2 separate regions of the Sus scrofa genome follow, and region 1 is linked to region 2. The links are chromatin contacts, called in public Hi-C maps. All regions are on one chromosome and are shown on one strand. The core of a region is the stretch at or near the end of the contact, and the rest is flanking DNA. Distances in the headings are between cores, read along the strand shown. Region 1 holds the start of EMSY (BRCA2-interacting transcriptional repressor EMSY). Region 2 holds the start of FAM168A (protein FAM168A).

The links. A called contact is a pair of places that touch in the nucleus more often than the background predicts.
Region 1: a contact with region 2 is called in a Hi-C map of liver, with 10 times the contacts expected there. The contact joins the promoter of EMSY here to the promoter of FAM168A in region 2. A contact is called at or near these places in 1 of 5 promoter capture datasets (liver) and 1 of 47 Hi-C or Micro-C datasets (liver).

What each region holds. Positions count from the first base shown.
Region 1 is chr9:10,626,733-10,629,432 of Sscrofa11.1, forward strand. EMSY (BRCA2-interacting transcriptional repressor EMSY) reads left to right here and starts at 1,321. Exons shown (of 20, transcript XM_021062538.1): 1 at 1,321-1,643. LOC102163793 (a long non-coding RNA gene) reads right to left here and starts at 1,237. Exons shown (of 3, transcript XR_001298634.2): 1 at 802-1,237.
Region 2 is chr9:8,070,654-8,073,353 of Sscrofa11.1, forward strand. It overlaps FAM168A (protein FAM168A), which reads right to left and starts at 1,358. Exons shown (of 8, transcript XM_021062480.1): 1 at 879-1,358.

The sequences.
Region 1 (2,700 bases), core at 71-2,570, 2.6 Mb after region 2:
CTATAATACTTCTTGGCTCACACACTACTTATTATGGTCAGGGTCAGTTTTATCTTTGGAAAGCAGCCTGTCTTTCCATTTCTACTCCACTACCTGTCACCCTGACATTCGTCTTAGAGGAAGACACTTGAAGTCAGAAGACCGGGGATTATAAAGCCCAATTCTCTTCAATTCCCAGCTTTGTGAAATTTGGTGAATTCTTGACTATCTGTGTTTTTCGCATTCATAGTAGGGGGTACTCTGAATTATACCTGCCTCACTAAGATACTATGAGCCTCACCTCAAACAACGTATGTTAAACTATATTAAAGTTTCATTCACCATCTTTCCAAAAGTTCTTAACAATAACCACTTTCCTGGGCCTCAGAAAAGATTTTTAGCTAATGAGCAAATAGCACACAAATGCTGTTATTTATTTTCTCTTCGTAATTTACATCTCCATTCAAGTACAGCCTCACGTTTGTACAGTGGTCCAAAATTGAAAAACAATTTTCTCCTACGCTGTACCTCACAACATCCCCATAGGATAATATTAACCCAATATTTTACAAGAAAACACTCCTTCCCACTTGAACATTTTTTTAGAAAAATCAGATTCGATGTTATGTACAAAATTACAAGGGCGGGCAGTCACAACACTCGAATGGACCTTCAACAATAGCAGGCACTGGCTTCGATCTTTGGCAGCCATTAACTATATACTGGACCCTTTTTTTTCATCTGTAAAATAGGAGCGACAATACCCTCTTCACACACTTGTTCTGTAGTTAAATAAGAACAAAGGCTGAAGAGTGAACCTACCACGCCGCAGAGCCTCAAACAAATGCCTTTGCCTTCTTGCCTCTGACAGATAGAGCACTAGCATTCCCACTGGACACGGGTTGAAACCCGAAGTCGAGAACGCTCGAATTGTCCTTCTCCACTTGCAATTCCGCGCCCCCTCCAGATCGGGTCCGCGCCACTAGGTTGTCCACGGTGACACGTCTCGTAGCGTGGATTCTCTCTCCTCCAGCTGCGGCTGGCGGGCCTGGAAGCCGCTTAGAATTGCTCCCAAGCCGCTGAGGAATCCGATCCTAACCCTATACGGCCATACCGGCACGAAGCTGCTTTCCCACTGCCCCTAACACCCCCCCACCAGGGTAAAGGTCGCGGGAAAACCTCAGCTCCATCCGCCGACGCCATCTTGACCGGTACGTGTGACGCCACACGTAGCGGAGAGCGCAGCCCATTGGCTCAGAGATCGCAGCGGAGGAGAGGCGCGAGAAGCGGCGAGGAGGGGTTGGAGAAGACGCCAGGGAAACTACAATCCCAGCCTTCCTTGCGCGTGCGACTGCACTCTGAGAGCGAAAGAGGAGGGCGTTTGGCCTCGGACCACAACTCCCAGCACTCCCTGCGAGGTCTCTCCTTTCCTTTCAAAACCTGGAGGAAAAGAGGGACGCGGAGAATGGAGGCCTTCTGGTGTCCGTTCTCCGAAAGGCGGGAAAGGCAAACTACACCTCCCGACTGGCAGCGCGCCGCTGCGCCTGCGCCCTGATACCTGTCGCCATCTTGCCCCTTCTGAGGCACCGCAAACAAACCCAATTCCTGGTGTCCCCTAGTTTTGGCGGAGGAGCCTTTTAGATGAGCCCAGAAAGGCCGGGCAGGTGAGTGACTCTCAGACAGGGCGCTGGGAAGAGCTGGCAGGGTAGCCAGTCTGGAGGAGCGCCGGACCAAGCAGTCGGAGCCCGGCTTGGGGTGGCCAGTCCCATCCTCCGTTGTCTCCTAACGGGATCGTGGGGCTCCCCGAGGTGGGCTGAGGGGGGCTCTGGCACGCCTGGTGCTGGGATTGCGGGGGTCCAGCTCTGGGAGCCTCCCGGTAAGTCTCGGTCGTCTGCCTGGCTGTCCGAGCGTCCACTGTTTCTTTCCGTTGTCCTCTGTGCTGAGGAGGGAGCGAGGCGCTGATGCCTCCCGGGGCCCCTGCCTCCGGCTACTGGTCCTGCGAGGACTTGGGTCGCAAGCTTGACATTGAAGTGGGTACTGAGTGGCATCGGTGAGGAGGGTGGGCGGGCTGCTCTTGTTGTGGTGCTGCGGGAGTGAGTGCGTGTTTGGGGAGGGGGCGGGGCGGGCTTGCCTCCTTGACACTTGAGTAAGGGGAAGGATTAGATAGGATTCGGGTTCCCGGAGCCCGCTCCGGGAACCTCTGCCCAGGTCTCCAGTGCGGTCCGGCCCCGCGGTGGGGTCCGCCGGCGGGGACGCGTCGGGATGCCGTGACGTGGTGCTTGATTCCGGCGGTCGCCGGCCGCCTCCAAGATCCTGTCGGGAGGCGGGGACTGGCTTGTGGAGGGAGCGGATTCCTTTGGCTCTGCCCCTTCTTCCTCCTCCCCACCCCTTTTCTTTATGTCATTCTGCCGACTGGGGCGCGCAGTCCTGTTCTCCTTGCCCTGGGTTGGTTCTCAGCTCAGAGGACTATGGGAAGTAGGGGGAGGGGGTTCAACTCCAGGCATGGAGTTGGAGTTGCAGCCCCAGCGCCAGGAACGGGATGTAGCAGTTATTTCGGGTCGGTGCTTGACTCCTAGAATAGGTAGTGAGCTCGCTCAGGCATGCATGCATGCATGCATTCATTCATTCAGGTTACTCGCTGTTCTCAATCATTCATTTATTTGTTTAACAAATATTTATCGCGGATCTACCGTATGCTAAGCAGGTATTATGCAAGCGCCC
Region 2 (2,700 bases), core at 108-2,607:
GGGGCCACCATGCCCCTTCCAGCAATTCTAAAATCACTCTAAATCCCATCCCACTGTGCTCTCCCCACCAAATGGCAATGCTTCTCTGCCCATTTTTCGGCCTAACTTATTTCCCCCCTCCTGCCAGCTCACCTTCACACTCCCTCATTGAAAGTCCCGCCCCCACTATTTCCAACCTCCATAAGCACTTCCCAGGAAACCCCCCAATTCTACCTACCTCTGCTCTCCTAAGCCACGCTATTCCATAAGTCGCAACAAATTCCACCATCCCCAGATGGCAAGCGCCCACTTCAAGCTCAGGTCTCAACCCAGGCCAAGCCCCTCACCCCCAGCTCCTACCACCTTCATCAGCCAGCCCGAGGTCCACCTCAAATTCCGCCCTCCTTAATTAACATCCCCCGAGGGTCCTACTAACCCTGTAATCCAACTCTCTATTCAAATAAACCCCCGACCCCGCAACCCGGCCCGGATCCCAAGCTGTCAATTGCTCCAGGCCAACCCCAAATTCACCACCCTCACGCAGTCCCCTCCCCCATTAGAAGCCATCCCCCTCCAGTCTCATCATCCATTTCGCCCCAAACCACCCAAATTCCACCCCAATCCTACAACCCCACGCTCCTGTCCCAGGTCTGGTCACTCCCCATTAAAAGTCCCCTTCCCTAGCCGCTCCCCCCCAACCTGCTAGTGTCCCACCCTCACCCCACCCCCAGCCCGCGCCAGGACAAGTCTCCCCGGCCAGCCCGCCGTTCCATCGCAACCTCAGCCCCCTTCCCCCAGCCCGCGAGGGCACTCCGTGCCCCGACTCTCATTCTCCCCAGTACCACCGGCCCAGGCTCAGGGAGAGCGGACCGGCGTTGGGAGGGGGGGGATCGCCTCACCGGTGAGCCGCTGCAGGCGAAAACGGCGGCGGCGGCGGCTGAGACGACGATGCCCTTGTCTTCTCTGAAGGCTACGGAGGCGACGCTCTCGCTCCCTCGCCCGTGTCCAGTAAGGAGGCGGATGGCGCGCAGGGACCGGGAGCCTCCTCCTCCTCCTCAGCGACTCGGCTCTGAATCCTCTGCAGTAGCCGCCGAGGAGCCCGACGGGTGGGGGGAGGGGACGCTGGGCTGCGGGCGAGGGAGGAGGAGGCTGAGGGAAGGGGCGGGGGACCGCTGAGAAGGGCTGGGAAGGAGGAGCCGGCGCGGCGCCGCGACACATCCCACAGCCTCAGCGCGCCTGGACCACAACTCCCGGCATGCCCCGCTCCGACCCGCGCTCAGCCTGCGCCTCCCGCCCCCGCACTCGTTGCGGAGGGACCGCTCTCTTCCCGGTCACAGACAATGGAATAAAGCCAGCTCTCCGCGGGGGGCTTTTGTAGACTCAAAGACCACATACGAGGGAAAATTAGGTCGCCCCGCTGCCCCATCCCCCAAAGGACCATGTTTGTGGCGTCTCTTCGCGGGCACGCGCACACTCCCATATAGACCCCCCCACTACCACCACTTCCCGCCGAACTACATTTCCCAGCATGCCCTCACAGCCTCGCGCCCTGCTTCCGGGCCCTTCTCAGACTCTGTACTACAGTTCCCAGGGAGCGTGGTTCTTGTGAAACGCTGGGAGATGCAGTTCTCAGTTCTTCCTCCATGTTAAGCCTAAGAAGTGAAAGAGAGAAAAAAGGGAAGGAAATATGCCAACCCATCGAGAACAGGCCTAGATAGACTAGTTCACCTTGGAGTCTGTACTCTTTTCGCCATCTCCGTCGCCACTGTCTCTCACTAGACAAACGCAGCGGCTCCTCCTGGTCTCTCTGCAAATCCGGACGATTTGGCACCTTGAACCCAAAGGAAAAAAAAAAGCGTACCTCTTGACGCAGCCTCATTACTTTTAAGAATTTACCTTAAAAAGAAAATCAACAATTTGGAAAAGATGAATGCACAAGGTTGTTATATGAGGTTGTTGATTATAGAGTCCATCCATAGGAACTGGTTAAAGTAAATTGCATATACAAACAATATACTACTAAGCAGCCATTCAAAATACTGATATGAATCTGTTTCTTGACATCAAAATCTATTCTAGAGCGGGGGAAATGCTAAGAACAGTATGTTTAGAATGATCCAATTTATGTGAAGCTTGGGACAATATAAGATTTCAGGAAAGAGGTTTCCCAAAATAATCTGTCATTATCTTGGAGAAAAGTGTCAGATTTCAAATAACTTTTATTTTAATATTGCCTGCATTGTTTAAAAAGAGCACATAAGTTTTTAAGCTTTTAAGACTATTTTCCAAAATATAATTTCCAAATTCAACAACAATTTGTCTTTGCTACCTAAAAGCTTTCCATGGCTTTCTGTTGCCCTCTGTGGTGATCCAAGACTGCCTGGTTTTTCTGTGAGCTCAGCATTTCCACTATTAAAACAATGAATGGTGGTCATGTAGAATCATAAAAGAACATTAAGTTAGTAGGGAGGGCTTTCTCAATTTTTATTGTCTCTTCTCAAATTTTTCCTTCTGGTCTTTCCACACCTATTTCCTCCTTTTCTCCTACTCATTCTTGAAACTCAAGCCAAAGTCCTACCCTCCCCAGAACATTTTAGACACATTGATTTTCCTTATATCTGAGTTCTTATAGCAATTGTTTCTACTCTTTAGGGATCACTGTGGGGAGGAGGAATGAGGCGGGAGGAACGAAGTTATTGTTAAGAGTCTACAAAGCAATAC